Linked DNA regions of Mus musculus: region 2 is linked to region 1. A link is a contact called in public targeted proximity ligation data. All regions are on one chromosome and are shown on one strand. The core of a region is the stretch at or near the end of the contact, and the rest is flanking DNA. Distances in the headings are between cores, read along the strand shown. Region 1 has its middle 83 kb from the start of Gm8630. Region 2 has its middle 71 kb from the start of Tle4.

The links.
Region 2: a contact with region 1 is called in a targeted proximity ligation map of CD8 T cells, with 6 read pairs. A contact is called at or near these places in 3 of 130 datasets of targeted methods (CD8 T cells and bone marrow-derived macrophages).

The regions. Positions count from the first base shown.
Region 1 is chr19:14,350,492-14,355,281 of GRCm38.p6, forward strand. No RefSeq gene overlaps it. Among named protein-coding and RNA genes, the nearest start is that of Gm8630, 83 kb to the right of the region's middle.
Region 2 is chr19:14,666,357-14,671,198 of GRCm38.p6, forward strand. No RefSeq gene overlaps it. Among named protein-coding and RNA genes, the nearest start is that of Tle4, 71 kb to the left of the region's middle.

The sequences.
Region 1 (4,790 bases), core at 65-2,564:
CTGGATGAACTCAGTTTCTCTGTCTACAGAATAAGGATATGTTTACCCCTCATGTTATTGCTGAGAAATCTAGTAGCTGTAATGAATTAATACTCGTTGTAGGCAGAGACAATCATAGGTGTCCTTGGCATGGTCTCTGGCTTAACTCTGAAGACAAATCTCTCATCCTACAGAGAAACAGTGTCAAAGAAGGCAAATATTTTGCCTGTGGTCACATGTGTAGTAAGAGAGGTTCTGGGGTCAGATTTAAAGCTATCTTTAGTTGAGATGTGTTTCTGGTGGTCTAGTAGCTGAGAATTTCTCGCTCTCTCTCTCTAAATATTGAGAAAGACAGTGAGTTAAGTCACAAACCCTAAAGCTCATTGCTTTAAACACACAGTGCAGAGTTTTCTGGCAGTTTCCAAAGACTGCTATCTCCACTGTTACCTGACTTAAACATCCCCAGTCCTCCAAAAATACAGTCATTCAATTCACCCTTCTCTCTAGCATAAGCTCTGTTTCTGTGAATTTCCTCACTTGGAACAATTCTTATGATGAATCCTATGAGTCTGTCACCTTTGTGTTTGGTTCCTCACATGCAATGTATCTCCGTCATTTTCCCATCTTGTAGATGGTCAAATACCCCATCCCTCTGAGTGGCTAAATAATATCCCATTGTATAGTTATCCCACATCTTAGTTATCTAATCATTTGTTGACAGACACCTGAATCCATTTCATCTTTTTGTGATTATAATCAGTTATGAATTTGCATGATCAAGCTTTAAATAGACTGACATTTTTATGTTTCCTGAGTATATTGTCTAGAGTGACATTTCTGGGTTATATAGTGCTGCATTTTTAGATCTGAAGAGCCCTTCAAAGGTCTCGGCATTATAGATTTGAAGCCTAGCCTGTGATGCTACAGGAGAAAGTGTGGGATGTTGAAGAGCAGGGGCTGGTAAGAGCCCTTGGGTCACTGGGGGCATGTCCTCAAATAGGACTGAGGGACCCACCCAGTCTCTTTCCTTCTTTTTCCCCACACATCCCCTTGCCATTGGCTGGAAAACAATGGGTCAAACCAAACCTGGCCTGAAATATCCAAAGCTCTGGGCAAAGAAAACTTTCCTCTTTATGTTACCTTAGAAAGGCCATTCGGATATAACAACACATCACAATAGGTCTGTTTAATGTCTATGGGGAATATCATTTCTCAAAAGTGCTTTCCACAATGGTGGCAGTAAATTCATGTCTCTATGTGCCATCTGAGTGAGCACCGGTTGCTCCAAACCCTCACCACCACTCAGTTTCCTGTTTACTTTTCAGCTTGTATCACAGGAAACCCCAGTAAGTGTGAAATGGTATCTCGCTGTGGCTTTGATCAGGACTAATGATGTTCAGTATCTTTCTTGAGCTCACATGTATTGCCGTAGAGAAACATGAATCTACATCCTTCAGCATTTTACAATTGGGTTTTGCCTTTATCCTGTGTAATAAGAGTCGTATAGCTGTCTTATTAGACCCTATCAGATATGTGATTTATAAGTGTTTTCTCCCTGCCTCAAGATTCTTTTTCTTCTTTGTGCTGATGTCATTTGATGCCCCAAGGCTTTCATTTTGTCATGTGCTATTTGATCTCTTTTTCAATAGTTTCTTTTACTTTTTGAGTCATCTGCTTTTAAAGTTCTTCTCCTCACAGTACCCAGTTCTTAGGGACAAGATTAGATATGCAAAGTCCTTGCCACTGTATCTGACACAGCATAGGATTTTAATATATTTCAGTTCCTTCTTTCTGTATTCAAGAAGCCAGAAAGAGAATGAGTTTGGATGAGACAAGTGTCTGGACTCTGCATATTCAGAGAAAACCCAAAAGCTAACACAAGTGAGGGGAAGGGGATGGGGCTGTAGGGTGTGAATGTGAGCTAACCAAACACCCAGCAGGACTGAGCTCAACTGGCTAAGTCAATGTGTAGGACTGCGGGGAATATTTGGATGAAGATATGTAAAAGCCAATAGTAGCAGTAGTTGGCTAGCATGAAGGGAACTGGAGATGTATTTATGAATTTGAAATTGAAAATGAATTCTGCAGTTATAACTTGGGCAGTGATGAGGTATTTTTAAAGCCAAATAAAACTGCATCATCTCACCTTCAAAGCCACTGCTGCCTCTCCATTACACTAAAACCAAAACCAACAGCAACACCTCGGGTCTGCACGCTAGACACACCCATGGAAAATTGGACATTGAGTGAGTGGGCAGCAGTGGAAAGCCATGTGGCTCCTGTGTGGGCAGCAGTGGAAAACCATGTGGCTCCTGTGGGTGCAGGTGCACGGGAAAGTATCTTGGGTGACTTCTGACACCTAAACCTGAGACACACTCTATGTTAAGTTGTGGTAGGAGCAGGGATTCTAATATGCTGCCATCTGCAGAGTGACCCTGTGGATGGCTTGGGTGTCTTTCTGACTGTCAATGTGCCAGAGTTCTGAAGCTACCTACTACTCCTTTCTAGAAATATGTATCAATATTTCTTCTGGTTACGCACTAAGAATGGATTCTCTCATCTGCAGCCAAGTACCTTGACCCATGTAATAATCTTCTGCTTACATTTCTATTCCTTCCATAAGAACTAAAAGGAGCGCTTCCTAGTTGTATGTTCTGTTCCAGATATTAACACTGAGGGTGTTAATTAAACCCAATTGATAAATCAGGGATGCAGTTAAACATTCTACCAGGTAGAAGACATCCTTCTCAACAGAGAGAAGGCTGACTCAAAGACATGTTGAGGATAAGAATCCTACTTTGGGTAGCTGTAGTGCAAAATATTGCCTCTTGCGTCATCAGGTGCCCAGAATGAGATCCTGGGACTGTGTGGGTGTTGCTAAGTCACTGTGATAAGGATGGGCGTGTGTCAGAGGCAGTGAGTACTCCAGGAAAATCGCAGCTGAGGAGCTGCTGAGAACATGTGCTGCATTTCAGCGAACTTCACCATTCTTGGGGGCTTTTCTACCCTGGCCCTCTAGTTGTCAGAGACTGGATCTTGTCCCAGCAGCCATATTCCCTGGGTCTTGTCCCAGCAGCCATATTCCCGTCTTCTCTTCTCTTCTCTTCTCTTCTCTTCTCTTCTCTTCTCTTCTCTTCTCTTCTCTTCTCTTCTTCTTGTGTCTTTGTGCACCTTCAAGCTCACACTCTTCATAAAGAATCTCCTTCAGTTGTCTAATTCACTGCTAAATATACATTTAAAAGACCTAAAGTGTATTTTCACATTTCCTTCTTGAACTACAGCACTGCTTCTGTATGTGGCTTTTACAATCCAGTCCCCATGTGGCTCAATGGAACACACTTCACATAATCAACACAGGTCACTCATTAATGAAGGAGCCTGGGCTGTCACTCTCTACCATGGGCCATACTTTCTCCCTATAAAATCTGCTACATAGATGCTGAATATATCTGCTCTTCAACTTTACCCTTGGAATCCTTTCAGCCTCTCAGCCAGTCTTCCTGTCTCCAATGCTGCCTCTTCCATGCTTGTGTGGTATCATGACCAGCTTGACCTTCCTATAAGTTATGTCCTGTCATAGGACTGGCTGCCTTCAAAATCCCAAGACATCTATTTGGATAAAATCCAGACTTCTTACCTTTAAAATACACGGAAATTTAGTATTTTGTCTTTGAGTAATATACCACCTATCTTCATTTTTTTTGTTGTTTTTTCATTTTAAAAATATTTAAACTTTTTAATTTTTAGAATTTCATACATGAATACTGTATTTGCATCATTTCTCTCTCTCTCTCTCTTTCTCTCCTTCTCCTTGACATGTTCCTGTGTCCCTAATTCTCTCTCAAAGTCATGCTTTCTTTAATATATATATATATATGTGTGTGTGTGCATGTGTGTGTGTGTGTGTGTGTGTGTATACATATATATATCACCCATATATACATATATACTATTTGCTGATTCCATTGTTCATATATGTATTTACGGCTAATCTCTTGAGGCTGGATAATCTCTCAGGACTTGTTCTTAGAGAAGACTGATTCTCCCTCCCTCAACAGCCATTAAAACTCTTCAAATAGAGGTGGGCCTTGTGATATTTCCCTTATCTACATTAGCATGTCAGCTGATATTGTCACTGCTAAGAGCTTGTTTAGGCAGCCATGTTATTGAGGTTTCATAGGATCAGCTTCCCTGTCATATATAGAGGATATAATCTTCCAGATGCCCTGGTCCTTGGACTTTTACAATCTTTCTGCTCCCTATTCCTCAGTGTTCCCTGAGCCTTACTGTAGGAGCTGCATTGTAGATATATCCACTGAGAATGGGTACAGTATGGTCAGTTGTGATCTGCACTTTGATCAGTTGTAGCTTTCTACAACAGTCTTTACTGCAAAAAGAAGCTGCTCTAATGAGCGGTGAGAGCTACACTTTTCAGTGCGTATAGGGATAAGTATTGGGAATGCACTAGGGATTATACTGGTTTAGGGAATTAGCAGTAGTAGGTTCTTCTCTGAGATCTATGACTTCATCAGCCCCAAGTAGTTGGCTAGTTTACCATACTAGGCATGAATTCCCTTCTAGCAAGAAAAGTAGTCCAGTTAGATTGCTGTTGGTTATCCCAAGATATATGTTTGGGTTATCTTACAGCAATGGTCACTGTTGTGGTGTATAGGCTTCATCACTGGGTACGACTATGAAAAAATGATTGGGAAAAGTATACATTCCTTCTCAATGTTTAGAAGCAGGGATTTTTTAACAACAGCTCAGAGGAGGAAACTCTTGCCTATGTGAGGCCCTAGAAGAAACATATG
Region 2 (4,842 bases), core at 1,350-3,849, 320 kb after region 1:
TTTTGGTAAGTGGCAACATAAAAAATATATGAGAATATAAAGCTTCATCATACTTGCACTTGGCCTCTGGCTCAAGTTCCCACAATACACTGCTCCTTTAAGGCAGATCCTGTCAGTGACCATGGCAAGAGCCATGACTTCCATCTTGCTTCTAGAATCCCAGTTCTGTTTGGGTCAACTGATGACTGGTCTGAGTCAACCGGAGATAACTTTGTATTTGTTTGCAATGCAAAAGTGTGGCCACATCATTCCCTCCACCCTCTTAACAATAGGGTTGTCTGAAGGGAGGCTTCTGAGAAAGCATTTGCTTTCTGACAAAAGAAACTTCTGTCTGCCAGGTGAAAATGCTCAGGTGATCCAGTGCTTGGGCCTGTGGCCAAAGTCTTCAGGATATGCATAAATATGAAGGTCCATGTGCTGGGTGTGGAAGGGGCAACTGATGGAAAGAACTCAGGTCTCCAGTGGCATTTACATTGCTAAATGAAACCTGAGGTCTCTACATTCAACTGTCCTGTTACACATATTGTAAATGTCTTTGTAGTCCTTTGAGATGAGATTTCTTGTGATGCAAAGCGCCCCAGTCTAATACATTCTGTTGTTGTTATTGTTGTGTGTATGTGTGTGTGTGTGTGTGTGTGTGTGTGTGTTTTCTCCAGACAGGGTTTCTCTGTGTATCCTTGGTTGTTCTGGAACTCACTCTATAGATCAGGCTGGACTTGATCTCAGAGATTCACCTGCCTCTGCCTCCCCAGTGCTGGGATTAAAGGCGTGCACTACCACCACCTGATTCTAATACAGTTTTGTGATCTTCTTCATAATGAAGTTTAGTAACAAGGTATTTCCTACCAAATAGTATTTACCCAAGTCAGCCATTTTATCACTTCCTTTGTTCTATATCAGAGATCTATAAACTGTGTCCTGTGGGCCAAATCTCATCTGCTTGAGAATGCCCTGCAATTTAAAATTGTCTTTCATATCATCTTTAAATGATTAAAATAAAAACCTCAAGAAAAATAATGTTTTATAAACATGAAAACGATATGAAATTCAAATGTCTGTGTTCACAAATAAGGTTTTATTGGACGCCAGCCATACTCACTTATTTACATATTGCTAAAGGCTGCTTCTAATTGCAGAGTCGAGCATGTGAAATAAAACAAATGGGCCACGAAATCTGTAATATTTACTCTTCTTCTCTTTTATAGCAAATAGTTTCTACTTCTGGTCTGCCACAGGACACTCCATTATAGCCCCTGTGATCTTGACTATATTGTAGGCGTGACATTGTCTCTTTGTTCTTGACCATGGGATTTCTACCACTATAACTCGCTGTTATGATTTGAATGTGAAATACCCTCAAAAAAGATTGGTAGTCAAAATCTGGGCCCCAAGCTTGTGGTGTTATTTAGGGAGGATCTGAAAACATAATAGGTGAGCCCAGACAGTTAGTCACTGGGCTATCTTGTTCCTGGCCCTTTTCTGTCTCCCTTTTCTGTTTCTGTCTGCCAGAGATGAGCAGTTCTCTTCAGCGACATGCTCCTACTGCCATGATATACTAACTAAGCACCTGGGGCCAAGTGATCAGAGACAGAACCCCTGAAACCATGATCTGTAGTAATTCTTTCTGGTTTTCAGTTTTATCTCGCAAGTGTTTGTCACAGCATAAAGAACAGGAACTAATACATTGCCTTCTTTTAACCTCAGAAGCACATTTGCTTACAGTTATGTTGACGTTATGAATCATTCACAAATATTAGTATATTTGACCATTTCAAAAAATTAAGTAAAAAAAAAAAGGGGGTGCAGAGATGATAAAAATGATGGTTTTTATAAAGAAGAAACTGATTCCAGGTTGCAGGTCTTGGAACCAGGGTTTGTTAAGATATTCTAAACCTCACTTAATATTAGAGTGACTTCAGGTAAGTCGCTTAGGTTTTTGAGTCACAAATTGCTACCTAGTTCTGTCAGCTGTGATCCTTCTCCTTCTTGTTTTCCATATTGATAAAGATTGAACCCGGACTCTTGCCTACAGGACTGCAGAGCTGCAATGGTTTTAGTTCCTAATGCACTCTGTGTTAATCTATTATGTGGATGGCTTAAGTCCCCAGAAGGAGCTGAGGCTAGATGGCGAGTGACGGCGATAATCCCTATCTGTGTGCGAATTCATCATTGGTGCTGAGAAATAGACCTGTTTAATAAGGAAGCAGGAAATGTCTTGAAATGTCCAACCTTTAGACTCTAAGTAGTCAAGAAATCAGGAAAGTTCTTCAAAAATAATGTCTTACAAAGAGAGAGGAAGTGATAAAGAGAAGAAAAGGGGGAAGGGCAAATACGCAGAGAGAGGTTGCGGTGGGGGGGGGGGGGAGGGAGAAGAACCACATGTGCATCTGATGAGTCACCAATGGTCTCTGGTTAGTGGCTTTCAAGAAACTGTATGCCAAGCCCTTCAAGGTTTCTTCCATTCCTCTCTATGTAATTATTTTAGTTAAAATACAGTAATGTTTTTGAAAGTGGAGCTGACTCTTTCACTGACCTGCTTGGTCTACCCCTTCCCCCTAGCTCTGCCTTCCCCCAACTCCCAGCCTCTAGCTCGCCACTAAATCCCATAGCATATTGTGAGATTGCATATTTCAGTCACCTGTACTGAGTAATGAGTGTCTGGAAGGTTTGCACAAGGTTATTAAAAGTTTCTTAATCTGCCACCAACTTCTCTTTTAATATTGTTTGTGGATTTCCTGAAGCACAGGAATAAATTCCCTTGACCCTCTTCCTCATTAACTTGGAAAGTATGGCAGAAAATCAAAAGTATGAGGCTGTTAGGGTATTTGGTGCCTTTTAATAACCTATTGACTATAGCATGGAGGAGATAAGGCTATCACCACTGTTGATCAAAAAGACCAAAGGAAGCAACTCTTGCTACAGACACCTCATTATGCAAATAGTGCCTTTAAAGCCATGGCCTTTCAATTCATTGTCATCATAGTATCAGTTAATTAGGGACATTTTAATAAAAAAAAATAAGATAGAGAAAATGACAGCTTTAAAATGTTTTCCTAAGGAGGACTCTGTGCTGGTCCTTTTTAAGGGGGTGTTAAAGACTCAAGGTAATGAAATTCTCCCTTCTCTAACTCTTTCCTGTGAAGAAAAGAGAAAAAAACAAAAACAAAAACAAAAACAAAAACAAAAAAAAAACCAAAACCAAACCCAACCCAACCCAAACCAAACCAAACCAAACCAAACCAAACCAAACCAAACCAAACCAAAACAACAACAACAACAACAACAACAACAACAACAACAAAACCATTAGACCAGAGCAGGGCTGGTCTTTGCACCCTAACCTGTGTTAATCTGTGAATAGCTGAATGGGTATTTGAGTCCATTTTCCTCATTTGGAAGTTGAAAATAACACTACAAATAAAAATCACATCTAGAGCAGGGCGTGGTGGTGCACGCCTTTAATCCCAGCATTTGGGAGGCAGAGGCAGGTGGATTTCTGAGTTCGAGGCCAGCCTGGTCTACAAAGTAAGTTCCAGGACAGCCAGGACTATACAGAGAAACCCTGTCTCAAAAAAAAAAAAAAAAAAAAAAAAAAAATCACATCTATTTATTTTCCTTTAAAACCTACATTAAACAAGACAGGGCTTTAACCACCACTTTATGTGTAAGGGAAAAATCAGAGTTTATCTATTGTACCCAATGATACATGACCATACAGTGCTAGATTTTAGACAGATTCTCCCAGATTTGTAACCCAGACCCAGGCAAGGACATAGTGAAGACACTCAAGATGTCCTGTACATATGGAGAATGCCAACCTGTTGACCCATTTCAGAAGCACCCTCACCAGGATTTGGCCTGACATGTGAAAAGAGAGGGTGGTTTCAAAATAATGTCCTAAACATCCTTCTTTGAGGGCGTGAGGGAACGAGAGCCTTTGTGTTCCTTTAAATGTGCGAGTAATAAAGAATAAACAGAACAAGCCCTTGTGGTTTGTTTAGTTTTGAAATCATTCCAGTACAATTTGCAATAAAAACGGCTTTCATTTTTAAGTGATCAAAGCAGTGCACGATCCAGTCAGGTCAGCCACTGCACCAAGCTGGAGCCGTACAAACACGCAAGAGTGGCCCAGCACACCCGAGATGCTCCAAAGATCCCACGGCAGTTAAAAAAAATAAACACGTACAGAGACCATGGGCTGGAAGATGACTACCAGGCAAGCAAGCAGAATCTAAAAGTCTGCTGTCATTTACGGCTCTAGTTTTGATTATAATTAGGAAGAACAGTTTGAAATGTATTGCTTTCTCTCCCCTTCTCTCCTCTGGAATCTGCTCCCCCCCCCCCCCGCCCCGCCCTCCCCTAGAGGGCAGTTTGCTGCTGAGGAACCTAATTTTCTTTTAGTCATGGAGGCCTATTGTGGCCCTCTGAGGAAAGTCCTGCATATTCACAAAGCTTTCTGGCTTCTCTTGAGTCCATTTAGGTGTCAGCAGGGCAACTGGACTCAGCCAAAAGGTTAAACAGACCACCAAGAGCTCAGCTTTAAGCACTTTCTTTCTTAGTCACTCCAAACCCAATGGTTGCTGCCCCAGAGCAGGGATAATGGCCACAGTGTGCATGTCTGCCAAGTGCAAACACACAGTCCTACAAAGAAGAAAAGGAGAATGACCTTCTGTAAAACACAGAATTTTTAATCAGCCTTTCAGCCAGTTGCATTTGTGTGTTATGTACCCCTTTGCAAAACATTTCCATTCATTCCCACTCGGTAACCACGGAAGGTTGGGATCTAACAGGCAATTGTTTGAAGCAGATGGACGGGAAGGGCTATTTTAATGCACATAGCAG